2 separate regions of the Mus musculus genome follow, and region 1 is linked to region 2. Evidence: chromatin contacts called from public HiChIP or PLAC-seq data. All regions are on one chromosome and are shown on one strand. Each heading gives the region's core, a stretch centred on a gene start, on an enhancer-like site or on the middle of the called end of the contact. The rest is flanking DNA. Distances are from core to core; before and after follow the strand shown.

Region 1 (6,618 bases), core at 1,804-4,303, 320 kb before region 2:
TTTCATTTTTAAAATGATTTTTAAACTAGAGCCGACCTGTGAAAGTGTTGTATCTCTTTTTGTTACCTACTATTCTGCTTTTTGCTTTTCCTCTTTCTACCCCATTCTCTTCCCTTTTTTTCCCACCACCCCCTTCAATATGCAGATTTTTAGGACTATGTTATGGGGACAAGGACCTTATATATAGAGTGCTGTAGCAGTTGTTTCTGCACATTTTTTTTCACCCTGATTTCTTCAGCCTTTTGTGTTCAGTATCGAGTTTACTGTTAACCTACCCCGTCCCTAATGATTTTGAGTATCTACATGAACTGGACTCTAGTTAAATAAAGACTGTTGAGGTTTTCAGACCGAAGCTGAGAATCTTGAAGAGATTATCCTTTGGTTTTAGCCACAGAGGTTTTACAGTGTCTCAATAAGGGAAAAATGTTCATTTTTTTTAAACTTCTTATGTTTAGGACAAATACTTGAACAACTTAAATGTTAGCCCTTTTAGGGATTTCTCATAAAGGTTCCTAATTATTTTAGAGCAACTTTATAAGGGAATTCTAACTTTTCAGGACTGAGCTCTGGTCAAAGCTTAGAGCATCATTTTACTTACATGACTTCTGCTTCCTCCTGGTTTGTTAGTCTGTGATGTCTAGTCTTCTTTATGAGAGCCTATGGTCAAATGAATTTTATCTTAATTTTCTCTGAACTTCTGGAAGCAAAGTAGTTTAGAAAGCATCCTGGTGAAAAATGTCTGCAGGTATTTCCTGGCTTCCAAACGTAATGTGGGCAGCTTCAGTTGAATTTCTGAATGCAAAGGCCTATTCTATCTAGCTAATCATTTATTGTTTGCTCCCTGAAGAGAATGCCTGGTAGAGTTAATGACTTCAGATCCATCTAATGCTTAGAAATAAGCCCTGGTTCCTGCACTCATTTACCAATACCAAGAAATTGCTTTGTGTGTAGTGGCAATCAGAAGGATTTTGAAGGTGGAAAATGGCTCAAATAATTAGTGAGAAACATACCTAAATTCCTTTGAGCCTCCTTTTGTTCAGTCCATCTACTTTGAAAGGTTTCTTAAGAGAAAAATAACTGAGGAATGTGCACAAGGGTGAGGAGAGCAGATATTTGTGTGCTTGTCTTCTGAGGCAAAGTGTGAACGGCAAAGTTAGAGTGGACTAATGTTCTGTGTTTATGAGCAGTGCAGGGGAACCATAATCCATTTGTTGCTTTGGGATGCAGAGAAGAAAGGAACTCTCTCTTGTATTTAGTTTCCCTTGTATAAGACTACACTTATTCAGCAACAAAGCAGGAACATTTATCAGGTTAGATAAGTTTGTGTACAGATTTTTGTTTTTGAGACAAGATTTTGGGATGTAGTCTAGGTTGGTTTCAAACTCCAGGTCCTTCTGCCTTAGCCTCCTGGCCTTGCCAGGACACCCAACCTTAACTAGCTTTGCTTAGTAAGTGTGTAAAACAGAGGTAGTTACTTACCAAGACTCTTTCTGGGAAGTGATGACTAGGGAAGTATTAAGTGAAACATTAGCTGAAGCTTGAGTGGCATCGCTAACTTTAAGTCAGAAATCTTCCTTTATGTGTAATAGTGCCTCCTTATGCTTGATGAGACTTTCCACCACCCATTCTCCATTCTCCTTTTACCTGAAGCAAGATCTATTAAAGAAGGAAAAGATAGCATATAAATCCATCCTCTCCTGGCCTTTCTCAAACAGTTTTATGATCGGAGATGTTAATTCTTTTCTTCTTGACTGTGTGATAGTCCACATTTACTCTAAATCTTCAAATCTTCAAGAAATAATATCTTTGTAGATACAAGATCATTTTCAGGTTTTATTAATTCCATTTATACATTTGCTTTTCTTATCCTGTATTCTCTTTTGCCCTTGAGTCATTTTGGTCCTTTATAGAGTAGCTTGTGTGCTGGATACTGGGGCATGCACATCATATGTAAGTGATGTTCAACAAGTACTCAGACAACAGTTGGAAAGTATTGGCTTAGTTGAAACTGTTATTGTCTGTATAATTGTGAAATGGAACTAACATGAAGTAATTGTTTCCCTGTTTGCTCCTGTGTTCAGTTGCTCTAACATCCCTTTTAATAGCTATTATTTGTATTGTTAAAAATGCTTGTTTCTTAACTTATATGACATTCTCTGGGGGTACAAATCATAGCTACAACATCTAAAATCTTACCAATGGTTCCTTTTTTTTAGAAAATCCTAAGTATTTGGCTGGTGGGAGGCATTTACTGCTCCTAGAACTGTTCAGGCAGTTAGACAGCTGCTGTCCTTGGTGATGAAGTGATTTCATATAAGTTCTTAGCAATAGATACAATGCATGGCTGTGCCCTGTGTACTGTTTGTGGTCACTGCTGGTATCTTCCTAGGTCTATTTGAACTTCTAGAAAAATACAGACTCCAGGGTCTTAATGTCTTGAGTTCCTGACTGCCAGGCACAGGAAATGTTTAACTATTTTAATCATGTTTTTGTAGCCCCAAAGAAAGTCTTTATAATAGGAAATGACAGGGTCCCACCACAAAGTTATCTCTTATCAGTTCCAGTCTCCGTGGATAATGATTTGTCAAATTTGGACATGTGTAAAATGCAAGGGCCCTGTTATTTACTTTGGAAAGGAAAAATTAGATGACGCTGATAAAAGAGTCATGGCTTTTGTTAGGAGACAGAAACCATTAGAGGCAGTCATTGTTAGCTTAGGAAAGTGTCCTTGGACCCCTCCCTGATGAAACCTAAATCTGCTTGAATCATTCCTTGCAACTCCAGGGGAGGGGAGGTGAAGGAAGGAGGGAGGAAGAACCTGTGAACTAGAGCAGCTTAGAGGCCAGACAAGCTGCTGCTAGTGCACCAGGCAGTTGCTTGTCCCAGAGCTCTCCTCCACCGGTGTTTTTAGATTTTGGAAAGCACATTCCATCTTGCAGAAGGGTGACATTCCTTCACGCAGTGCTTGTTGCTCTTCCCTCTTCCCTTCTGTAGATGTAAGTGATTCTTTTTCATTAGCAGAAGCAGAGAAAACACATCCAGCTCAAAGCAGCATGAGTCAGTGCATACTTGACATGCCTCTATCCTCACAGCACTCTCTGACTCTTCACAGTGCTCACTCCTAGTGTGCTCTCAGAGGGGAGCAGGGGGGAAAGGCTTTCTAAATACTGGGCTGTTTGTGGAGGAGGGAGAGCAGGAGCCTCTTTTTGTTCCTTTACTTTTTGCCTAGCGTTCTCTCTCTCTCTCTCTCTCTCTCTCTCTCTCTCTCTCTCTCTCTCTCTCTCTTTCTCTCTCTCTCTCTCTCTCTGTCTCGAGCTTTCCAAACGGACAGGTATGCATGTACTTAGGATAATTTCTATATGTTCGTTTCAGGACCATGAAATATTAGATCAAATACCTATAGTTCTGGACACTATAAACAGACAGAAAACAGATTTGCTGCAGATGACAGGATAGAACTTTGCCATCTTGTATGAGGTAGCTTTTAGAAAACATGCGTGGAGATAGACCAGTCCTAACCATTAGCAACAATGTCCTTTTTTGCTAAAAGGCCTGCAAGCTTATTTTTCGTGGTTCTCTAGGGAACTGCCCCTTACTATTGCTGTTCATTCTGTAAGGATGGCACTGACAGGTCAATGGCCAAGGTCCTGCCTGAGAATGGCTTCCTGTGGGTTCCTTTTTTGGGAGAAACTGGTTCTCTGACAAAGTGAACCTAAATAAACAAACTGTATGAAGACCCTGTGAAACAAGGCTGTGGCAGAAGGTGCTGCTCAGAATTAGGCAAGAAAATTCTCATCCTTTTATATATATCATAAGTGACCACATTGTTCTAAATAAACAATTCATTTCTTGTATACCATTTTTACTCTGTGTATTTTCTTTGTCTTTTTTCATGTCCATACATTATTTTTATGTAGTTTAAATTTTGTTATAAATCTTCAGTTTTTTCTTTTGATGTTGTGTTTACCTAGTGTTTAGCTCCTTTTTTTTTTTTCTGGCAAGATAAATTTCCTTAAAGTTTCCATGCTGCTATTATATAGAGGTGAGTGGTCACTTGAAATAAGAGATCCCATGGCAGAGCCTCTTGGCTCTCACAGCAGAAGCTTCATTAGGTATGGGATACCTAAGATTTGCCTGGTGGAGTGGAGCAGAAGGTAGAGTGCCAGGTGACCAGCCAGCGAGCATTGCAGTTGCTGTATAGAGCAAGGCCATTTGATTATGAGAAAAGTCCTGGTTAGAGAAGTTGTGCTCTGAGGAAGAGATAGTGTTTGCTTTAGGAAAGAAAGGGAGCCAGCTCTGCAACCATGAGCCAGCCTAACTCAGCTTAGATGTATCTGTTCTCTTTTTGTGCTGGTGATGTACCTAGTTACCATTGCCACAGGAAAAACCAGCCAGGTCTTTATTGTAATTACTTATGGACCTTTTCCACTTTCTCTCCCTTTTCGTTTCATTTTGTTTAGTATGTATTTTCAGGTCCCTGTTTATTCTTATTGAATCTGTGTATGACAAATGACAGCTTCCTTCCTTAGTTGAGGAACTGTAGATCACAGTTAGCTCTGACCGGCTTCTTGTCAGGCCACCAACAAACTCTGAATCCTGAGAGTTGATTTCAGTTCTCACTCAATTCTTACTTTTTATTTTAATGTGTACCAGTTTGGTCAACATATCATTCATTATTCACGTTAAAATCCTCAAGTAACTTCTTGGTTTGGCTTTTCCACATGTCACCTCATTTTTAATAAGGTGTCTCCTCCTTTCTGTGTTACTTCTTTATTTTGATGAAATATAGAACTTAAGAATTTTAATACTTGTACCCTTTAATAACTGGCCATTTTAAAACATCCATCTTGAGTAGCAAGTTTGGCTTTGACCACTGAAACTTGGCTTTATATAAACTCCATGCACTTTGGGAGAATTGGGTCACTAAAGTCACAGTTCCATCTTCGCACTTTCCCTGGTGGCCCTTGGCTCACATGTGTCTCTGAAGGTAGAGGCAACAGGTTTGCCATCTCATCTCTGTTGGACTCTGCCACCTGTACTCTGTCAGCAAGGTTATTAGTCTTGTGACTAGGGGAAAAGAACTAAGATTTTGGGGATCTCTCTCTCTCTCTCTCTCTCTCTCTCTCTCTCTCTCTCTCATATTTTGAGACAGAATTTCATGTACCTAAAATGACCTTGAATTCATGACCCTCCTGCATCCTCCCAAGTACTAAGATTACAAGTGTGCTTCCTACTTGAGAACATGATTTTAAGGTTTATTTATTTTTTATTTATGTGTATGTATGTCTCTGTACGTGTGTGCCAACTATGTATGGGTACTCATGGAGGCCAGAAGAGGGTGTTGTAGATCCTGGAACTGTAGTTGCTGGTGGTTATGAATTATATTATATAGGTGTTGAGAACTAAATTCAGGTCTTCTGAAAGAGCAGCAAGCACTCTTAATTGGGGAGTCATCTCTTCAGCCTGATAACATGATTCTTTTGAATCTTCCACTTATAGAGTTGGCTTGGAAAACAAATCACTGCTTGAGTAGTAAAAATAAAGTGAGCGCAGTTTTCCCCATAATAACTTTATGTGATATTTTTGTAATTGTATGTTTCTAGGTACCTGGGGCTCAAGACTTGGTGGATTTCTCTCCTGTGTATCGGTGTCTACACATATATTCTGTCCTGGTGAGTCTTTACCTGAGCATCCTAATAAATACGTATTAAATCTCAAATTCTGAGTTGTTATTATTATTACTTTATTTTTGAGCAAAGTATTGTTTAGCGAGTATTAACTAATTCCTCTGCTCTTGCTTGAGTCTTGTTTATATTTGCCTTGTAAAATTCAAACATAGCTGATGAGATTTCAAAGAGTCATCAACAGATTGGTAGGTTATGAGTAAAAATGTATTCAGATTTCTCTGTTTCAAATGTAACATATTTAACCTAGAATAACCTGCTTTTTATATATAGTAAAGGATTTATGAAAAGTATTTACATGTTTTGACAATCATCCCTTTTGTTCTGTAAAGCACCAGTAAAAGGGCAATAATGTGGTGTCACTAGACTGTGGAGTTGATACTGAGAGTGTAGGATATTGCAAACATCCCTCCAGTTTGTCTCTGTACTGCAAACTGTGTTTCATGCTTATTGAAATGAACATCTTCAATTTTGAGATAATCAGGCCCATTAGTTTTTAACTTATAGGTTATAATGTTTGAATGTTCATTTAAAAAAAAAAAACCTAAAATAAGCCTGAACAGACACACAAACAAGTAACTATTCTCCCAACCTCAGACCATCTTCCTCCAAAGCCTCCTGCTCCAAGATGACAACATTCCCTGACAGCATCTCTAGAGTTTTATTATTCACACTGTGCTGATGGAAATGGTAGTATCCGTTTACAGTTTTTAATACTTCTCTAATTTCTCTAGTGTATGAAATGGATTGGAATATGTGTGGGTGTCTAGGTAAGTGAGGGTTTATGCTGTAAATCACTGCCGTGCACCAGGATGGAAGTGCATTTCCACGATGACGGTACCATGGCAGTGCTGTTTACTGCCAGGTGCTGCCTTTTATAAGCTTTTCTACGTTTTTATGAAAACAGAACAAATTTGCCTCAAGTGAGAATTCT
Region 2 (6,409 bases), core at 1,215-3,714:
CAAGGTCCAGGGCCTGACAGGGAACAGGCTGCAGGGAGGCCACACCCCTGTCAAGTGTGACTGTGACCAGATATGCCAGGTCTTTGCACCGGACCCAATGACCCACAGCTTGAAGGCTTATTCATCAGTTTGAGCTATGATGGCTGACATAAACAACCACGGGAGCTGCGGGAGGGGGCTCCCCGTTCTGAGCTCCGCCTTTCGCCTAGGCAAATGATCCTCCAAATCTGTTTCATGGGTGTCGCAGGATCATGTACATGCCCAGACCCCAGCATCTCTGCCAGGTGTTCACTCCATCCGTAGCCTGACTGTCCAGGAGGCCTGGGGTGGAGATTGTGGAAAGACAAGACTACAGGATGGGGACAAGCAATGTCCATGAGGGTTCTAGGGACTAGGGCTGTGGGAGTCGTGGGGTGGGGGGTGGAGACCAGGAGCCAGGAAGCACAGCTGGAGTCTCAAATCCTGGAGTGGCCACTGCCAGGCTCACCTGACAAAAGTCACTGTGTGGTCGCCTCTGTTCTTTCTCACAATGGCTCTGCCCACAGCACCCTGGCCCAGGCGCATTGGGACACAGGGCCTTGTTTGTTCCGCCTGGATCACAGAAGCCGATAGTGGCACTAGGGCAGGATAGTTACAGACCTTGGGCACCTATTCTTCTGTATGGTGAATGCGGTCTTCTCACCTCCCATCCCTGGATCTGCTCACCCCATCCTTCCACCTTCCACAAAGTCAGGGGGGATTTGTTTCCTCCATAAAAGCAGAATCCTGCAGTGACCTTCCTAAGGTCACAGGGAAACCAAGAGAAGGGCTGGGGACAGGTGCCCTGTAGTGGCCAGTACTCACCGCAGCTCTCTTGGGCTGGCCCAGGTCCAGCCAGCAGTCGCAGCAATGCAGGGACTGGATGTCTTGGGAACCTTTCCAGGGAGGCCATGGTTTGTCTGGGTGTGAGTTCCATCCATCCCTGTGACAGCAAATGGAGCTGCAGCGGGGCCCCAGGGCTACCCTTGGCCTGACCCCCTGCCTTGCACTGGCAGGGAGCCAGATGGGGAGCTGGTCCCCTCATCAGCTCATTCCCTGCCTTCCACATGGTGCTGAGCTGGTGGTGGTGGGGAGGGGACAATGACTTTAGCTGCTCTCCCTCCCCTTTCCCCAGCCAGCTGTAGGCTGAGCTTCCCAGGCCTGAAAGGAGCATACAGACACTGGACAGATAAACAGGGACACTGTTTGTCCCTGGACTGGGGCACCAGTTTGGAGAGAACTTAGAAGATCCACATTCAGACATCTTCCAGCCCTTTCCCAAAATTGCCTTGGCCTTGGCTGGGCTTGGCTGCCCAGGACCTCAGGGCCAGCAGGGTGAGCTGTGAGAGGCAGCCAGCTATGCCTGAAGGTTGGGAGGGAAGGAGGGAGACAGAGAAAGGGAAGGGGCAAGTCAGGGGAGGGAGTAAAGGGAGCAGGCAGGAACAAAAAGAGGAAGAGGGGGAGGGGAAAGGGTAGGAGAGAGACAGAGGAGGAGACATCAAAAGCAGGCTTCATGCCTGGCTGAGGCTCTAGGCTCTGGTCTTGGGACAATAATGAGCAGTCTGGGGCCTTTCTTCCCATAGCTTTCTCCCCTCCAACTCCATGTCCCCCAGAAGAGGCTGAGCTGGCCCACCTTGCACTGGCTCTGCTATCTCCTGGGCCTCCTAGCTCTTCATTCTGGCTGTGTGGACAGGGTGCTGTCTAACCTGGGAGGGAATAGGGGTAGTTTGGAAGGCTGGAGTCCTGGGCTGCACCCATAACAGCTCTTCTTGATTGATCTGGCTAGGTTTTCTAGGCCCTTCCTTCTCAAAATATCTTGCTCTGGGACCCTGGCTTGGTGAGATAAGGTAAGTAGGGCAGGTGGTGACTGGTGGTCCTGGGGTGTATCCTGGGGATCTCACTATGAGCTGATACCCTCAGAAGGCCTCAGGCTCTCTACCCCCACTTGAGCAAGGACCCTAATTGGCTCACTTTGAGTCATGTACCAACCCCTGGCCAGGTATCTGACTTCTTCCAACTGGTGCCCCAGAGTAGGGACAGTTGGCAGTACATGACAGACAGCCTGAAGCAGAGGCCAGAGCAGGTCAGTGGCAAGATTCAAGTTCTTGGTCTTAAAGGCCACCTCCTGACTTACCACATAGCACTGCACCGAGGCAGTTGCTTCCTGTGGGCTAACGGAGGTGTCTCTCCCGAGCCTGTCTCTGGCCTTGAGATCTCTGGTTATGCCAAAGTACTTCCTGCTTGCCTGTCTTCCCTCCCACCTTCCTTCTTCCCTTCTCTCTTTCTTCAGGAAAAACGCTCAACCTAAATTAACAGGTTAGGGACATTACTTCCTTTTACATTGCTGAGAACATCGTCACCGTGGATTCTGTCTTAAGAGTCCCTTTCACACCCCAGGGGAGGGGCTGCGCAGGCGTGCACTCTGGGGGCCAGGTTTCTGCCCAGCTTCCTTAGGATTCTGTTTGAAACTCTATAGCAGCGCTGTGAGTGGCTCACACTGGTGTGGGGAGAGCAGGGTGGAGGAGCCCAAGGAGAAGGCTGAGCCACCGTAGAGACTGGATGTGAAATAGGAGGCACACATACAGACATATGCATTTGCATACATATGTATGTATATGATGGTAATTTTGGCAGTTCTGGGGAATTGAAGCTTTAATATGCACACACATTTGTGTGATTTTAAAATTATTTAATCTATATTTTTCAAGTGTACACGCGAGAGTCAGAGGACAATTTGTAGTCACTTCTTTTCTTCTACCATGTGGGTCACCAGAATGGGGAATGACTCAGGTCAGGAGACTTTGTGGCAATCTCTTTACCTACTGAGTCATCTTGCTGACCTCCATGATGTGAATCGAAGTATATTCCTAAGGATTCACCCAGGGTGTGTACCACCGTGTAAAGATTAAGGTCACAGTTTATACACAAGCGCTCCCATGGTGACAGCACCTCTTCTGGATTCTAGCAATGCAGTGTGGCTATTGCCTTCATGTTTACTTTTCAATTACAACAGGGTCCATGCTTGAAGAGGCTGGAACAAACACCACGCCCCAGGCTTACATTTATCTTCGCACATGTGTGACCATAGGTTGGTTGCTTCACAAGCACATGCACACACGCATGCACACACATACACACGCATGCACACACACACACACACACATGCACACACATACAAAGCTTAAGCAAAGAGAAAGAATGAGCAATCTGGCCTGGAGCCGTGTCTCTGTGAGAATCCCCACTCTGCTAATGCCCTGTGCAGATGCTGTAGTTGGCAGGCAGCTTTTAGAGAGTGACAGCTTTCACGGTCCTCAGAGAGTGACCTACCCCACAGGCATCCCCGGCTCTGCCATCTCCAAGGCCTTGTTGGCATCAGGCCCAGGGCCACACAGAGCTCCTGTCCTAATAACAGTACCCCCGGGATGGCAGGGGATGGCAGAGCAGAGCCATTGATGAGAGATAGTAAATGTTAGCCTTGGACTAGTGCCTGGGACTGAGTCTGGCCCAGGCAGCCTTGGAGAACATGGGGTCTCAGCCTGGGATCTAGAGTGGCTCCGAGAGGCCTTGTTTTGCGTGTGTTCCAGCCTGAAGGAGTGAGTTCTTGGCTTCCACAGCCCGCCAAAGAGGTTCTGAGGAGATTTAGCAGGTTTGGGCCCTAACAGCAGAATGTGAGAGATAGTGTGCATGTGTGTATAGGTGCACATGTGCGCAGATGTGTGTGTCTGTGTGGTCAGTCTCAAGTGTGGTTCCTAGGAACCATCCACCTTATTTTTTATTTTGAAGACAAGTTTTCCCTCTCTATCCCTGGCTGATCTGGAACTTGCTATACAGACCAGGCTGGCCTTGAACTCACAGAGACCTATCTCCCTCTGCTTCAGACTGCTGGGGTTAAAGACCTTCATGCCTGACTCACTTTTTTTTTTAAAACATGTGTGTGTGTGTGTGTGTGTGTGTGTGTGTGTGTGTGTGTGTGTACAAATGTGTGGAGATACCAATGGAGGCTGGAAAAGATCATATCCCTTGAAGCTAGAGTTACATGCCATTGTGAGCCCCTTGCAGTGGGTGCCGGGAACCAAACTTAATCCCAGCTGGGAAAGCAGCAGGGCCTCTTAAAGGCTGAGCCATTTCTCTAGTGGCCACCTTGCTTTTTCAGATGAGGTCTCTCACTGGCCCAGAACTCCACAAGTAGACAGATGGGCTGGCTGGCTTTCAAACACCAGAATCCTCCTGTCTCTGGCTCCCAGCTCAGGGGATTCTAAATCTTTTAAAATAGGGACCCTGAGGATTCAACTTCAGCTTGGTCCCCGGCATGGCCATCATGTTGTGGGTGGAGCTATCTCACTAAAAAAATCTTTGGGATCATTTTTTTATTCCTCATTTCCCTCAGCATTAAGGTCCCCTTTTACAGCTGGCTCTGAGTCTAGGTAACACAGCCATGATCCCTTGTCTGGAAGGTAGGATTCCTCATTGTCTGGGGTTGGGGAGAATGGGGGTGGGGTAGGGGTGGGAAACCTCTTCTGGCAGTGGAGTGGCTGCTCGTAGGCCTAGGGAATTATCATCGTCTCCCAGTTTGGGAGGAAGCCACTGGGCATGACCTTACCCTGACCTTCCTGAAGGATGAGCAGCAGACAAGAGCATCCATGAAGGGGCTCTGAGCAGCGGGCGCAGGGCCAGTGCCAGCATTCCTTGCTCAGGCTTTTTGGTGGCCCCTGGGCTAGGGGTGATCTTACCTCTTGCAGCATCTTAGCTTGGCAAGTCAGGAGCCATGCCTGGGAGGCTGGGAGGGGCGAGGTGAGTGCAGAGAAAAGTCAGGGCATGTGTGGGCTGCAACCAAAGGACTAAGCATAAGGTGTGTCCCGAGGGGCCGGCTGGCAGCATGAATGTAGGGTGGGGAGGCTTTACAAAAGACCTGGGGGTCAGGGCTGACTCCGGGCTGGCTTTGAGCAGTGCTTAGAAGTGATGGCAACAGGGTGTGGGAAGGCTGGGGCCGGGAAGTGATCGTGGTGGCTCTTAGTGCCACTCCCATGGTTGAGGGCCTCACCTCTGAGGGACAGGGTGATGCCTACCCTGGAGAATAAGGCTTAGCATCTGCTTTTCAGTCTCCTGACCCCAGGAGGCCTCACTCCAAAGGCCCCAGATCACAGATGGGCATTTACGTCCTTAGCCTGGAAGTGCGTGCTGTTTGTTAATAGAAAAATGTCACCTTGGGGCCAATGGTGTGACTGAGTGGGGTGTTGAGAAAAATACCTCTTTGAATCACTACCAGACCAGAGTGTAGCTTCTGTCTTCCTGAGGAATCGAAGAGGCTGGGGTGCTGCATGGATTGGGGGGCTGCTTGCCTATCCAGGCAACTGTGAGAGGACGAATTCTCTCTCTGACTGCACAGGCCTCACACACACTGGATCCTGTTGGACTGGGATAGACCGGAAGAAGCTCGCCATGGGATGGGCTGTCACAGTCTGAAGCCAAGGTGCAGCGTATGTGAGAGAGGAACTGTCCAGGATGAAGATGCTCCAGGAGAAGGGTACTCCAGGAGGGGTTGCTCCAGGACGGGTGTTCCAGGAAGGATGCTACAGGGAGTGCTTTTAGGAGAGGGGTACCCCAGAGGGGTGCTCCAGGAGAAGAATGCTTCAGGAAGGGGTGCTTCTAGGAGAGGGGTGTTCCAAGAGGGAGCTCCAGCAGACCCTTGGCATGTTGTGACAGGGAAAGGAAGGCACGGGCCAGCCAAACAAGTCATCCTTAGTGAGTCAAGCTTCTGGCAGACAGCCCCTAGCCCAGGGCATCTGTGACTCAGTCACTGACTGACAGGCAGTGGACCCACAGTGAAAGTGCTGGGAAGGGGTGGCACTAAGGGTGGCCCGCCCTGGCTGCCCCAGTAGTCCGATACCTCGCCCTAACCCCTCCCCTCCCCCACCATGCTCCACTAACCTCCCAGTACACCAGGTGAGAGGTCCTTGGCAAAGGTCAAGACTTTCCCGTCCCCTAGCTAGATCTAGGTTTCAACTCAGAGGGGCCCTAGGAGCATGACAGGGCAGGATCAGGTCAGCAGCTTCCTATCTTCCTCCCTCCTTCCAAGCACGCTCCCCTTTCACTGGAACTCATGGCAGGATGCACTAGCCGGATCAAGTCCCCTTCCACAACCTGTCAGCACCTACCTTGGAATTGCTCTTGCCAAGGAAAGAAGAATTGCAGGCCACATAGAAAGGCTGTGGCTTAAAGGGAGGAGAAGAGCCTTTAAGAGGGAGATGGTAGAATGGAGGTCTCTATTAGAAAGGATTCAGAGTAGTTCCCCACCTAACCCCCACCAAAGCAACCTGTCCTTCCTGTGGAGCAGATAAATCACATGACCAGGTTGAGTGCTCTGGGGCCACTGGGACCCTATAGAGACAGG

What was found. HiChIP or PLAC-seq counts read pairs in DNA pulled down with a chosen protein or histone mark.
Region 1: a contact with region 2 is called in a FOXA1 HiChIP or PLAC-seq map of pancreatic cancer cells. The contact joins two enhancer-like sites. A contact is called at or near these places in 1 of 15 datasets of contacts at CTCF or cohesin (the NIH/3T3 cell line), 3 of 484 Hi-C or Micro-C datasets (the MNK3 cell line, bone marrow-derived macrophages and granulosa cells) and 5 of 115 datasets of contacts at active chromatin or transcription factors (embryonic basal ganglia, embryonic hindbrain, embryonic midbrain and 2 more).

Annotation. Positions count from the first base shown.
Region 1 is chr6:84,889,571-84,896,188 of GRCm38.p6, reverse strand. It overlaps Exoc6b (exocyst complex component 6B), which reads left to right. Exons shown (of 22, transcript NM_177077.2): 8 at 5,604-5,672. Among named protein-coding and RNA genes, the nearest start is that of Exoc6b, 180 kb to the left of the region's middle. Within about 2 kb of position 3,053, at least 69 of the 459 cell types and tissues checked have an H3K27ac peak or open chromatin away from gene starts, as enhancers often do. A contact at or near this core is called in pancreatic cancer cells, where this site is marked.
Region 2 is chr6:84,564,851-84,571,259 of GRCm38.p6, reverse strand. No RefSeq gene overlaps it. Among named protein-coding and RNA genes, the nearest start is that of Cyp26b1, 26 kb to the left of the region's middle. Within about 2 kb of position 2,464, at least 36 of the 459 cell types and tissues checked have an H3K27ac peak or open chromatin away from gene starts, as enhancers often do. A contact at or near this core is called in pancreatic cancer cells, where this site is marked.